Regions from separate parts of the Mus musculus genome. Here regions 1, 2, 4 and 5 are each linked to region 3. Evidence: chromatin contacts called from public HiChIP or PLAC-seq and promoter capture Hi-C data. All regions are on one chromosome and are shown on one strand. The core of a region is the stretch at or near the end of the contact, and the rest is flanking DNA. Distances in the headings are between cores, read along the strand shown.

Evidence for each region. Promoter capture Hi-C pulls out the DNA fragments that hold promoters and counts their contacts. HiChIP or PLAC-seq counts read pairs in DNA pulled down with a chosen protein or histone mark.
Region 1: an H3K27ac HiChIP or PLAC-seq map of extraembryonic endoderm stem cells shows a contact between it and region 3, with 9 times the contacts expected there. The contact joins the promoter of Fam221a here to the promoter of Malsu1 in region 3. A contact is called at or near these places in 9 of 39 promoter capture datasets (the 3T3-L1 cell line, cranial neural crest, embryonic stem cells and 4 more), 15 of 484 Hi-C or Micro-C datasets (8-cell embryo, embryonic stem cells, large pre-B cells and 6 more), 25 of 115 datasets of contacts at active chromatin or transcription factors (the 230-238 cell line, the SCID.adh cell line, T-cell acute lymphoblastic leukemia and 15 more) and 3 of 9 other capture datasets (adipose tissue, liver and pancreatic islet).
Region 2: an H3K4me3 HiChIP or PLAC-seq map of embryonic stem cells shows a contact between it and region 3, with 15 read pairs. The contact joins the enhancer-like site here to the promoter of Malsu1 in region 3. A contact is called at or near these places in 2 of 39 promoter capture datasets (embryonic stem cells and liver), 3 of 484 Hi-C or Micro-C datasets (CD4 T cells, neural progenitor cells and trophoblast stem cells) and 8 of 115 datasets of contacts at active chromatin or transcription factors (T-cell acute lymphoblastic leukemia, bone marrow-derived dendritic cells, embryonic basal ganglia and 4 more).
Region 4: a contact with region 3 is called in an H3K27ac HiChIP or PLAC-seq map of embryonic stem cells, with 5 times the contacts expected there. The contact joins the enhancer-like site here to the promoter of Malsu1 in region 3. A contact is called at or near these places in 12 of 39 promoter capture datasets (the 3T3-L1 cell line, 3T3-L1-derived adipocytes, the C10 cell line and 9 more), 4 of 484 Hi-C or Micro-C datasets (CD4 T cells, the G1E-ER4 cell line, nephron progenitors and 1 more), 12 of 115 datasets of contacts at active chromatin or transcription factors (the 230-238 cell line, the SCID.adh cell line, astrocytes and 7 more) and 4 of 9 other capture datasets (adipose tissue, liver, macrophages and 1 more).
Region 5: a contact with region 3 is called in a promoter capture Hi-C map of pre-B cells, with 2.3 times the contacts expected there. The contact joins the promoter of Gimap8 here to the promoter of Malsu1 in region 3. A contact is called at or near these places in 1 of 39 promoter capture datasets (pre-B cells) and 2 of 484 Hi-C or Micro-C datasets (the 3T3-L1 cell line and stem cell-derived neural stem cells).

What each region holds. Positions count from the first base shown.
Region 1 is chr6:49,366,483-49,369,182 of GRCm38.p6, forward strand. Fam221a (family with sequence similarity 221, member A) reads left to right here and starts at 1,257. Exons shown (of 7, transcript NM_172727.3): 1 at 1,257-1,491. The coding sequence starts at 1,427.
Region 2 is chr6:49,411,902-49,414,601 of GRCm38.p6, forward strand. The region is part of intron 6 of Stk31 (serine threonine kinase 31); the gene reads left to right. Among named protein-coding and RNA genes, the nearest start is that of Stk31, 18 kb to the left of the region's middle. Within about 2 kb of position 1,325, at least 8 of the 459 cell types and tissues checked have an H3K27ac peak or open chromatin away from gene starts, as enhancers often do. A contact at or near this core is called in embryonic stem cells, where this site is marked.
Region 3 is chr6:49,072,484-49,075,183 of GRCm38.p6, forward strand. Malsu1 (mitochondrial assembly of ribosomal large subunit 1) reads left to right here and starts at 1,312. Exons shown (of 4, transcript NM_029353.1): 1 at 1,312-1,620; 2 at 2,603-2,700. The coding sequence starts at 1,383.
Region 4 is chr6:49,337,353-49,340,052 of GRCm38.p6, forward strand. Ccdc126 (coiled-coil domain containing 126) reads left to right here. Exons shown (of 3, transcript NM_175098.6): 3 at 2,474-2,700. The coding sequence ends at 2,658. Among named protein-coding and RNA genes, the nearest start is that of Ccdc126, 19 kb to the left of the region's middle. Within about 2 kb of position 1,384, at least 37 of the 459 cell types and tissues checked have an H3K27ac peak or open chromatin away from gene starts, as enhancers often do. A contact at or near this core is called in embryonic stem cells, where this site is marked.
Region 5 is chr6:48,645,817-48,648,516 of GRCm38.p6, forward strand. It overlaps Gimap8 (GTPase, IMAP family member 8), which reads left to right and starts at 1,418. Exons shown (of 6, transcript NM_001077410.1): 1 at 1,418-1,469; 2 at 1,591-1,711. The coding sequence starts at 1,620.

The sequences.
Region 1 (2,700 bases), core at 7-2,506, 290 kb after region 3:
TGGAGATTCTTTTTAAATGTTGAAACAGACTTATCTTGGAGTCAGGTGTATAGTTTGGCAGTACAGAGCTTACCTAGCAGCTCAAAGGCTTTGTGCTCCTACCCGGAAGGCAAGAACTTGGCTGAATTGTTTCTGCTTGTTCTTCCTTAACCTGTTATTTTCTTTGGAGAACATTTTTTTTTCCTTGTCACTTGCACTGGTACTCAGGATTGCTGGTTTTATATTTTATTATTTTCCAGTGGCATCGAGACTTGAACCCAGGGTCTCAGTATGCTAAACTCATGCTGTCCAACTAAGCTTCTATGCTCAGTTCTCAGCCTCAACCGTAATACTGAAAACATGGACGTTGACACCCCTCCCCCACACTTCAGAGATGTACTGATTCGAAGTGTGTGATTGTGAATGGGTGCGTGCAGCAGTGTAAACAAGCTCTGAGGCCAGTGGGCAAGAGGAAAGGGTTGGGTGTCTTCCTCTATCATGCTCCATTTAATCCTTTCATGTAGTCTCTCCCTGAACCCAGGGTTGGGATTTTCTTGTCTAGGCTGAAAGCCAGCAAACCTCATTGATTTTTCTGTCTCCACCTACCTTGAAACTGGGGTATTAAGAGTCTGAGATGCCTGGTTCTTTATGTGGGTGCTGGGATCTGAACTCTGGTACTTATGATCGCACAGCAAGCACTCTTAGCTACCGCTCCAAGTGGCCAATTCTCCAAGACTACGTACATTTCGAGAGATTGATTAAATGGGAAGAGGTATATAAACCCTGTTTTGAGAACCCATTGTATCCTGGCACTGCACTTATTCTTAAGGAGACTCTGGGAATGAAGCAGTGAAGAGCACGAAGTTTGAAGTGGGCAAACAGCATCTGTTTTGCAGCCTTGGGCTATGCAGGAGAAGCCAATTTGTAGGGCTCAGGTAGCGGTAGGGTGGCGAAGCTCAAGCTAAATTAAGCTCAAGGACCCTTAGAGGATCGCCAGGTAGACTGTGGGCCACGGAAGCAATCACGAGGGTTGGTGGAGACGTTTGGCCTGGAGCAGCAAGAGGGGCGGGGCAAAGCGGGGCTTGGCCAAGGGGCGTGGCACAAGGAAGAAGAGGGGCGCTAGGACAGGCCGGATGCTAGGGTAGAGCGGGAGCTGGGGAGAGGTAAGGATGAGGGCGGAGCTAAGTGGGGCGGAGCCCAGAGGAGGGGGAAGATTGATTGGGGAGGAGCTGCGGGGAGAGGACGGGAGCTGAGGGGGACAAGGGCGGGACTAAGCGGGTGAAACAGAGGGGCGGGGCCCAGGACGGGGCGGGGCTAAGGGGGCGGGACCGGGCAGTTTCTGGCGGCAAGGCTGTTTGTTACTCGCGCAGGTCTGGTGGATCCTGCCTGGCAGCTGCAGGGCGGACTCAAGAGCTCGAGGCAAGGGCTCCTTTCGCTTCCCGCGGCCATGGAGCGGCTGACGTTGCCTCCTGGTGGTGCGGAGGCAGTGGACGAGTACTTGGAGTACCGGAGGTGAGGCCTTAACTCTGCTCCGCGGGGCGGGCTCCTGTTCACGGACTCTTGTCCGTCCGAGCACGGTGGGACGAACCCGGACCCAGCGGACGAACGTACTAGCGCTCTGGGAGTCTGTTCGGGAGGCCTGGATTAATTTCACATTTCATCCTCTGTAATTAAATTTGCAGACACACAATTCTATTCTATAATGAATCTCTTCGGAGACCACTTGAGAGTCTCCTTTGCCAAAAGGGATGATTAACTACTTTTAAAATGGATCCCTTTTTGTTTCTCTTAGTGACAATTGATTTACATATTGGGTCTATAAAAGTTAGTAGATGTCAGTTTATACATCAATTCAGTGCTCTCCCAAACCAAGGGAGATGGTTTTTGGACTTAGCTTCCGAGACTCCTCTCTGGAAGCAGGGAACACAGCTGCTTGCTCCTTTGGCTCCACACACATCTGCCCCCAATTCCCATAGCCTAGGAGGGGTTTCTTCTTGACAGCTGGGAAACTGGGAGAATAGAGGTTACAGACGACTTGGAGAATGTGTGTGCACAAAGGAAAAGCCAGATGTATAGAGCTTCCCCCAAGTCATTCGTGGGGTGTCCAGGCAGTTGGGTTTCCCAGCATATTGCCCCAATAGTGTAGTTTTGGGTAATGCTTAGAACTTTCTGAAGATTCTGAACAGGAAATGTGAGATGGAACAGCTTGATCAGTCTGTCTTAGTTAGGTTTCTATTGCTCTATTGAAACACTGATCAAAAGCAACTTAGGAGGAAAGGGTTTATTTCAGTGTATAGCTTGTAGGCCATGATCCAGGGAGGCCAGGCCAGGGGCTAATGCAGTGCCCCTGGAGGGTGCTGCTCATTGCTTTGCTGTTCATGGCTTGCTCGGCCTGTTTGCTAATAGCATAGTAATAGTGAGCTGGGCCCTCCTACATCAATCAGAGGTCCTGCCACAGGCTTGCCCACAGGCCAGTCTAGTGTGTATGTGTGTCATTTTTTCTCAGTTGAAATTTTCTTATTTTTTTAAAAATTCTTTTTAAAAAGGAATTATTTATTTTTTGTATATGAGTACACTGTACCTGTCTTCAGACACACCAGCAGAGGGCATCAGATCCCATTACAGATGGTTGTGAGCCACCATGTGGTTGCTGGGAATTGAACTCAGGACCTCTAGAAGACCAGTCAGTGCTCTTAATGACTGAACCAACTCTCCAGCCCT
Region 2 (2,700 bases), core at 75-2,574, 340 kb after region 3:
TTCCGGAACTACTATCTCATAACAGATCAGTGGGTTCCAAAGATAACCTTGGTGAAACACCTGAAAGTCAGTTGTCATCCATCCTCAGCAAGTGTCAGGTGAGCCTAGAAGTTCACAACTAAGATGATAACTAAGGTTGAAATGAGCAAGGTCTAATACAGCATGGAAAGGTTCCATCAATTTGCTTCCTCCAAAGATCAAGGTCAGGTACAAAGCATAGATAGGAGGTGCTAACTTAATTTGTTCTCTGTAATCCTTGGCGATTCTCTCTGAACTATTATGTTTACATGACCTGGAGCCTGTTCTGGGAGCCTCCCTCATTTCTCCACACCTGATCAACTCAGTGGATTTGACTTAGTCGGCTCAGACATACTCAAGGCCAAAGGTAAATGTGGCCCTGCTTTCCCGCTGCACCTCTGGCTCACTAGGTCAGAGTGACCCTGGGTTGGCACATGCCTCCAGCCTCCCATTCACCATCCCTGGCTGTCGGGGCAGTTCTAGCTGGGCGAACAGTCTACACCCCAGCTTTATCTTTTGCTGTGTCCCCTCCTTGGTCTGGGGGATCACCCACTCCTGGGACAGGCTTGTGTGCTTCATCTGTATTCTGTCAAGGATGTCTTCTCCTTAGGCAGATGCTCCTTAGCACACAATGCCTTTCTATCAGATTTTTCCTTAGCAACCCTAGCTCAACATAAATACTACTTCACCTAGAAGAACCTAGACAGGCCTCTTTTTCTGCTTAACCTTAAAAGAATATTTCTCCTTTAGCTTCTTTTATTTTTCAGATACTCTTTACATGTTGGTCTAAGTTACTGACATCTGCCATAGCCTTTCTTACTTTATAAAGATCTTGCTACACCAAAGGACTCAGCAAAGACACTAAAGCTTGATACTAGCCTTGAGGTCCCTTTGCTTAACTTCTCTGTGAACAGAGTTCTATCTGGGCCAGTGAACTGGGGTTCAAATATAGCCTCCCTATTCTTAGTTCCCTTAATAGTACCTTCCTCTTCTCTACGAACTTCCAGTTTTTGATATTTATGGAGACTTTGGATAGAGATAACTGTAGGCTACTTGAACCGGGTTCCTGAAAGGGAGGCTGGGGCTGCATGGGAGAAAATGGTGAGAGAAATAACGAGACCAAGACAAAGATACTGATCAAAGCCCAAAATTTACTTAAGAGTCTGAGCTTATAAAGTGGGGGGTGGGGTGGGGGGAACCCATCCCATCCCCCATCACACCAGGATCTCCTTTCATCTGGATAGAGTCAGGAGAACAGGTTCAGCATCTCAGCAGGTAGCTGCATCTTGGAGAAAATGGCAGAGGTGGCAGAACAATAGACCTATCTAGGTTGGAAGACTCCACCCTAGGTGGTCTTGTTCATAGAGGAGGAACAGGTCTGAGCCAGCCTGCTCAAGGCTGGGGGAGGCTACAATTCCTCCCTAATTATATAATAAAAATTAGCTGTACTGGGACTTAAAATTTACTTATGCTCCATGGTCCTGCCTGGGAATTATGGTGGCTGGCGGCCACGCATGTCTTAGGATTGTGGTCTTCAAATAACTTATTCTTATCCATCCTCGGGAGCATGTGCAGCTTGTTTGTGTTTATTTGCACAAACACAGCTCTGTGGTGTTGTTATGTACATATGTATATATAGACTATTAGTATATAAATTAAAGCTTGATTTTTCAACATTTTAAAACACTGGCTACAGCACACAATTTAATTATCTGTGCTGAAGCAGGAGGAAACTCAAAAGAATAAACATGTGATCCAATCACATATACTTTTCTCCCATAGAAGGGCTGTTTTTAAATACAGTAGATGTAGTCTTTATGGGATGCATGCATGCATAAATTTACAGAAAATACAAAAGCATGCATAGAAGCAATCTTTAACAACTTATCTTTTGGATAATAATTATCAGTTTTACCTAGAAAGTCTATGCAGTAGGCCAAATATCAATATTCTGCAATAACCAATTTAATTGCTGTTTGGAACAAAGAACAGATGCCTCGTCAGGTTTTTAAGACACATTTTTGTTGTTGTTGTTGTTGTTTTTCTAAAATTCCTTCATGATTTTATCTTACAATTCTTTATTAGCACCACAGCAATGTCATAATAGGATGTTAAAACTTTACTTGGAGATGAAGAAAGATGATTTTACATTAATGTTCTCTTTTGCCAAAGAATTGCTGTGGGCACACTGAGTAACAATAACTAAAATAAGCAGCTAATATTTGATTACCATTGATTAAAATTGATAACAATTAATTATAAAAGCTTCCTCTACTTTCTGCAAAGCCTTTTGTTTCTCACCAGTTAATTTGCCTCTCCGTTGATAACATCCAACAAAGGCTTAAGTCACCTTAAGGCATTAAGGTAAGGTCTTAGCCAATTAACATCTCCTGGAAGCTTTTGAAAATAATTTGAAGTAAGCAAATCATCTTTTCTTTCTTAAATTTTCTGTACCACAATCTTTCTAGGATAACTAAGACCCTAAATATTAAAAAGATATTGCCTTTGAATATTTTCTGGCTCATCAGCTACTCTCCAGAACTTTAAAGCTCATTGTGTGAGAGGAAAGAGTTGAAGTAATATATTCCATTTAAGAAACAATATACACTGAAGGATTCAAAGTCTTATCTTCTTATATTGAAGTAGAGACAGAAAAAAAATTTTTTTTCTTATATAACATAA
Region 3 (2,700 bases), core at 62-2,561:
CAGTGCTAGGCATGGATTCCCTCCTGTGAGGCAGGGCTCAGATCTAATCAGAAGGTGGTTGGCTGGCTAACCCCATAACTCATGCACTATTGACTCAGTGGGCGCATCTGGCCTGGCATTGGAATTATCACTCAGGGTAAGTCCACTGATGGCTTTTCTCCCCCAGTGACCTGCATGCCACCTCCTGACTCCATGAAAGCTGGGCAGCAGGTAAGAAGGTTTTAGATTAGTTTCAGCTTGAAAACAAGGAGTGTTGTCTTCACCAATATGTATGGTCTTACCATCTAGTTGTGGGAGACAACCAAAATAGCCTCACTTGTTTTTAGGTGGGCCCATAGCTGCCCTGACCAATAATGTAGGGATGATAGTATCCCAAACCCAGCACTGAGATTTTCATTTAATGACCCATATCTTTCATTTGAAAGCAATCAACCATACCTGATGCCGCCATTCAAACTTTTTTCTTCTTTTTTGTATGATTCATTTTTGTTTTGTGTTTTTAATTTTATGTGTTCAGGTGTTTTGCCTACTTATATGTCTGTACAATATGTTTGTGCACTTCATCTGAAGAGGGCATTTAATACCATTGAAATTAAATTCAGTCTGTACTTTTGACTGCTCAGCCATCTTTCTAGTTCTTGAATTTAGGGTTTTTTGTTTGTTTGCTTTTTTGTTTTTTGGACAGTGGGAAATGGCTAAAAATACTTAATTCCTATCTGACAGGGTTAATTTCTGCATATTTGGGGGAGAGGAAAAACAGAAAGGAGAGAGCTAGAGAGGGTTTGAAGGGGCTGGAGAAAGTGGGAGGGAAGGAGAAAAGGAAAGGAGAAAGAAGAAGAGGAAAGAGAGAGAGAGAGGTAGGAACCCTTTAATTCCTTTTAAGATGTATTTATTTATGTATGCCTACAAGACAGAAGAGGGCATCAGATCCTATTATAGGTGGTTGTGAGCCACCATGTGGTTGCTGGGAATCAATTCTCAGGACCTCTGAAAGAGCAGATAGTGCTCTTAACCATAGAGCCATCTTCTCCAGCCCCATAAAGATTATCTGGGCTCACTTTTTTTTTTCCTTTTCCTTCCTTTCCTTTCTTTTTTTTAAAAAAGAGAGACAAGGTTTGTCTGTGTATCCCTGGGTGTCCTGGAACTCACTTTGTAGAATAGGCTGGCCTTGAATTCAGAGATCTGCCTCGGCCTACCAAGTGCGGAAAGTAAAAGCGTAAGCCACCACCATCCACACGGTCCTCCTCATTCCTTAAACTACTCCCCAGGCAATCCGTCTAAATCACCGTTTCCGGTTACAGACCCGCCCACTTCGTGACGTAGAATCCCGGAGCCGCCCGGAAGCTCCACCACCTCCCCCCAGAGAAGTCGCGGCGAGAGCTATGGGTCCGGGCTGGTCGCCCGCGCGGCGTTTATGGCCGCTGCTGTGGCGCAGGGCGGTCTTCCAGAGAGCCGGCCCCGCAATGGCTTCGGTTCCCTGGCTTCCGCGGCTGGCAGAGCGATGGCTTCCCGCGAGGCCCGCGACCTGCCTGACCCCGAGCCTAACGCGCGGCCTGCACCATGGGCCTCAGCCCGAGGAGCGGACCGCTGGCGACGCTCGCCTGCAGCCCGGACCCGCAGGTACGCGGGCAGGACACCTGGTGGCCCGGCCTGACCCAGGCGGCCCTGGGCTTTCCTGTGCGCTTCGGGGGCAAGAGAAATAGCCATTCGCGCAGACGCAGAGCTGGAAGGGATTTGGGAGGTGGTCGGCACCAACTTTGCTTTGCGTACCCGAGAGTCCTAGAGGGAGGCTAAGGTAGCGTGTTGTCGTCAAAATTCCAGTCATAGAGCGGGCAACATCCGGCTCTTGGCTTCACAGCCCAGGATCCACCCCGTCTCACGATCTGCCCAGGGTCGTAGCAGGTGGACTGGTTGGTCTTAGTAGCACTAGTCCTAGCAGCCTCGTTTCTTCATATCTGTTGAAGGCTGTGGACCAGGTATTGTCTTGAGAACCCGCCTACCATACAGTATAGTTAAGTAACCTTTTTAATCTGCGATTCGATTTAACGTGTGCCCTAGGATATTGTCCTCTCCCTCAAATCATGCCGCTGGTTGTTGTGTAGCATCTCTGCATTTGTGGAGTGTTGTTCCTTTCAGTACTAGTAAATAGAAAGACATTTGCTTCTGCTTCCGTTTGGTAATCGCAGTATCCAGTGTCCGTAATCTGAACCTTCTACCTAGGAAAGCTGAGCAGTGCTTTAGGGAACTGTTGTCCGGGTTCAGTTTTAAGCTGGTTTTTGGTTGGTTGGTTTAGTTTGTCTTGAATGGAGATGGTATTAGGGGTTGGACCCAGGGCCACGTACATGCCACCACTGAAGCACACCTTCAGTCTTTTAGTTTAAAAATAAAAAATCTTTAGACCTTGTCTTTCTGAGTTGCTCAGCCTAACATTGAACCTGGGATCCTCCTGCCTAGTGTTCACCAAAGCATTTTAGATATAAATACACTTGTAGGGGGAGCAGTTCCACTGTCTCCAGGAGACTTCGTGTCAGTCTGCTTCTGTAGACAAATGTAGGTCTGTATTCTCCTCAGCCATCTGACACAAGCGTTTCTGCATTTTCAGATCACATTGGTGCCAAGTTTGACATCGATATGCTGGTTTCACTTCTGAGGCAAGAAAATGCAAGAGACATTTGTGTGATCCAGGTTCCTCCAGAAATG
Region 4 (2,700 bases), core at 134-2,633, 260 kb after region 3:
TCAGGCTTTTACAGCAGGAGTCTTACCCACAAGCCACCTTGCCTGCCCTCAGACCACACATCTCCCTTCACAATTGTGTGTAGTTTCAGAACAGCTACAAAAGGTTGATGACAGGGTTCGGAGAGGCCTCACTAAGTCCGAGGTGAGAGCTCATAGAAACTAGTCCCTGAAAATTAGACAAGCTCTGAGCCTCTCAGTGAGGAGCTGCAGAGAGGCCTGCTGAGGCGGAGCTGAGGAAGGAGCTGAGAAGCCACGGCCAGGTCCACAGGATTAGAGCATCAGTCAGGGTGCAGGGCGGCGTCTGGATGGATGGGCAGGGGTTTGATTAGGGCTCATCAAGCAGAGGGGACCCTGCTGAACTGAAGTGCTGTGGAGAGCTTGGAGTTCTCAGTCTGTTGCGGCAATCCTATACTGCTCTGTGCTCCTGGCTGGTCAGGTGTGCACCTGCCCGGGACCACACAGACACACAGACACACACAGACACACACACACACACACACAGACACACACAGACACACACACAGACACACACACACACAGACACACACACACACACAGACACACACACACACATAGACACACACACACACAGACACACAGACACACACACAGACACACACACACACACAGACACACACACACACACACAGACACACACACACAGACACACACAGACACACACACAGACACACACAGACACACACACAGACACACACAGACACACACACAGACACACACAGACACACACACAGACACACACAGACACACACACAGACACAGACACACAGACACAGACACACATACAGACACACACACACAACACACACACACACACACACACACACACACACAGACACACAGACACACACACAGACACACACACACACAGACACACACACACACAGACACACAGACACACACACAGACACACACACAGACACACACACACACACAGACACACACAGACACACACACACACAGACACACACACAGACACACACACAGACACACACACACACACACACACACACACAGACACAGACACACACACAGACACAGACACACACACACACACACACACACACACACACACAGACACACACACAGACACACACACACAGACACACACAGACACACACACAGACACACACACACACACACACACACACACACACACACACTCCAGTTATTCTTAAAATGCCTTGGCTAACTCAATGACTGGCCACTCCTAATCCTTCCCCTGCTACCCCAGACCCAGTTGGGAAAGTGGCCAGAAAACTCACGCGGTAGGTTGGCTTTTTTCCTGCTGTTACTGTGTTCCCTTCTTCCTCTGGAGTCCTCTGATTCTCTCTCTGCATCCTACCCGCTCAAGTTTCAGTGTCCCGCCCTATACTCAGCAATTGGCTACTGGCGTCTTTATTGATAGATCAAAATCCAATAGGGGGCAAAGACCTTCAGTATCAGTAACCACAGATTCCTGATCAAAGCTTCAGAACCGCCCTCTACATCCGTCCTGTCTTGCTAGAGTGGGATGGTTGCACCACAGGTGGGTGGGCCGTTGCCATGTCTCAGTGTTAAATGTCTCTCTGCCATCCTCCCAGGCGAGGATGCTGCATCCATCATGGGTCTGGGGTTTGCCCTCTTGTTCATATGGAGCATTTGCCAGTTAATGCTTCATGGTTAGTGCTGGCCAGGCAGTAGCACCTGCACACAAACACGAATGCAAAGCCCAAAGCCTCTGCATTTGTCCTCAGCATGGAGCCAGAGGCTGCTGGAGTAGCCTGGAGTAGGTCAGAGCAGGTCGCCGGCCCTGTGCCCTGGCTCCCCACCCCCGTTCCCCATGGAGCTTCAGGGTCTGGCTTTTATGGGGGTAATTTGCTTATGGGGCTCTCCTGTTCTGCCTTCACTAGTTCTCCACCTGCCTGGTCCAGCCTCCTTATACCTACTCAGCAACTCAGCGTCCCAGGAGATGACTCACTGGTAAGAGCGTTGGCTTCTCTTCCCGAGAACCCAGCAGCTCCCACATGGAGCTCACAGCTGTCTTTAACTCTAGCATGGAATCCACCACCCTCCTTGGCTTCTGGGCACTAGGCATATACATGGTACACAGACATACATGCAGACCAAGTGCCTATACACATAAAATAAATGTGTTTTTTAACAGTAAGAAACAGTCTAAATGTTAAATGTTGTTGCTTACAAAGGGACTGATGTTTTGAGCCAGACTTTCAATCCGATGCACGGCTCTCAGAAGTGGAGAGTTCTGGTGTGCTTGTAACTCTGCTGCTTTGGGTGTGGTGCTAGTGATGATCGGTATGAGACTTTCCCTGTTGGGCTCCAAGTATCTTTTCTGAAACACTTTTGCTTTCAGATATCCTGATAATTGTTTACCTCTTTCCCTTAAACTGTAAAGATGTAAACATTAAGTGCTCTATTGCTATTTAATATGATTGATTCCAATTTTTCCCCATAGCTGATCTGAAGAGAACGATTGCAGTCCTCTTAGATGACATTTTGCAGCGCTTGGTGAAGCTGGAGAGCAAAGTCGACTATATTGTTGTGAACGGTTCAGCCACCAACACTACCAATGGCACCAATGGGAATTTGGTGCCGGTAACGACCAACAAAAGGACGAGTGTTTCGGGCAGCGTCAGATAGCAGTGAAGGGCACCTTGCACGGCTACCACTGTGGATTCCATC
Region 5 (2,700 bases), core at 168-2,667, 430 kb before region 3:
TGTCGTTACACACGGCCACTAGAGGGCAGGAGACCCCATCCTTCCTTAGAGCCAAACCAGAAAGGCCGCAGAGCAAAATCATTCAGCAAACCAATCGTCGACCTGCTAAGTCACGAAGAAGTTGTGAGAAGCTTTAATTTCACTTTAAGCACTCTTCCAAAGCTTATTATTTCATTTAGGACGCCTGCCCTTCCCCCCGACCCGCCCCCAAGTCCATGGCTTCTCAGTTTTGGAGCAGCAAGAGCTTGCTAGCCCTTAGCTCAGCCTCACAGGCACCTGTATATCCTAGTCTATAGTTTTCACCTCAACATTTTAATTAGATGGTATTCTATGCACTGACCTGGTGCCCAGGGGAGGTGGGGACTGTTCTATGAGTGGACCTTCTTTATTAAGGTGAGGTGAGTGAATGGGAGGGGGAGGGGGATAGGGCAGTTTTCTTTGCCAGTGTATGAGTCTGTATGTGCCCTGTTCCCCAAATCCTTCAGGATCCTTATAGCATAAGCACACGTCACTTTAGACTTCTAACAAGGAAACCATGCTGTTCTCAGTGTGCCCCTTGCTTAGGAAGTACAGATCAGATTAGGTCGCTGGGACACAGTGAGTTCTGTGAGTCATATGAAAACTCAGGTTCAAACATTTCTGTGTTTTGCTAGCTGGGGGAAAGCTTTTTCTCATCTATGAGGGAGCACTTTATTCTGGGAGAAAGCAAATGGTTCCTTTGTAGTTTTATCTACATTGTGTGATCAGTCCAGGCTGAGGGAGACGGTGGTGGGGATGAGCCAAGAGGAAAGTCTGCTGGGTTTTACTCCCAAACTGACTTCATCAAAAACTTCCGATTTTGGTCTTTGCAAAGAATAGACCTGATCTAGTTTGCTTTTCTGTTGCTGCGATAAACATCAAGACCAAAAGCAACTTGAGGAGGAAAAGGTTGATTTCAGTCTACAAGTGATAATCTGCAGGAGAGAGGCCAGGGCAGGAGCTCCAGGCAGGAACCTGGAGACAGGAGCTAAAGCCGAGACCATGAAGGAATGCTGCTTACCTTTCCCTCTGGCTTGCTCAGCTGCCTTTCTTACACAGCTCGGGCCACCTGCCGAGGGATGACACAGGCCACCCTGACGGACTCTAATATAAATCAGCAATTAAGAAAATGGCTCTCAGGCATGGCCACAGGCCAGTCTGTTATAGGCAATCATTCAGTCGTGTTTTTTTTGTTTTTTTTTTTTTTCTACCCAGATGACTCTAGGTCTGTGTTACATTCATAGCTGAAGCTTACTAGGACAAGACCCAAGTAGGCCTTTCTGTTACCATCTTTGTCTGTAGCAGTGTGAATGACTGTGCTCCCACAGCCACATGGTGGCACCCAAGGGCATCTCCAGAAGACCTGTGCCTTTGTGTTCACACCGGCCCCTCCCTAAGCCCCTTCCGTGTTCATCCTATGTGCTCTGAGCTCCTTCTCAGGCTCTACTGATGTAAGACATGCTTCTAGAAACCTCTTTCTTCCTAGAAACATTTGGAAATCCTCCTGCCAGGGAGACTGGGGTGGCCTGGTAAATCTTTAACTCTCCTTGTGTGGCTCTTGGCCCTCTTTAGGATTTGCTTCCACTGACCTGAGGGCAGAGATGGCGACTTCATCCCACCAAGGAGCAGCTGCAGGAAGCCAGGCAGAGCACAGAAGCTGTGAAGCATCAGTAGGACAGGGGGAAAGACCGAGGTATGTTTCAGAGGTGTGTGTGTGTGTGGGGGGGGTCTATTATAGCTTGGGGGGGGGTGATAAGTTTAGACTGTGGAAGGCAGTCTGCCCTGTGTTGGGTTGGATTTCAAGAGCTGGAATTATGTCACTCCAACCAGATCCAGTAGGGATGTACCGTATTTTTCCCAAGAAAGAATGTGGAACAGCTGCCTGCCAGGAGGTCTGTGGGGAAAGGCTTCACACCTAAGGAGGAAGAAGAGGACAGAAGTGTGGCAGACAGGGAGGTTCAAGATCCAGCAGGGAGTGTCTCAGGGGTTGGACTCCCAGAAGGAAGTCACTGGTTGTCACTGGGACTGTTGGTCTCCTGGAGAAGCAGATGGCAGTATCTATGTCCTATATTCTCTCTTCGAACAATTTCCAGTCCTTTCACAGAAAGATCCAGTTAGTCATGTATTGAAGGAAGTCTTGAGTTTATGTACATTTAATCCAAACTGGCCCTCACCTGCTAACTCCTTTTCTTATGCTGACTGACTCACTGTCTAGGACTAAACGTCTTCCCCCGCTGGGCTCTGGAGGCCTCTCTGATCTCTTTTCTCTGGGACCACTTGCACCTTGATGTGGGATGAATCACAGAAGCTCCTTCCAATGGTTGAACTCGTGGTACCCTTGGGCAATATCCAGGGAAGACAGAGCGGGACTCACAGACTTACTCACTCAACTGCCAGGATAGGGTGATGATTGTCTTTTGGTGGAAACATTTTGCTCTTTGTAGCCAAGACCTCTGTGCTAACAAAGTGTAAGATCTTGGGGACTGGAAGCAAAGATTTTGCTGAGGTCAAGTAGTGTCGTTCCCATTTGATTTTTACCCATGAATTGCTGACCCATGAATCCTGCTATAGAGAGATGGCACTGTATACTTTGATATTACCAGACCCATGTATAGTCCCTATCCATGTTACTGTGGCCACTGTGATGAGATTGTTGGCTGATGATCAGGTGACTGGGGAAGA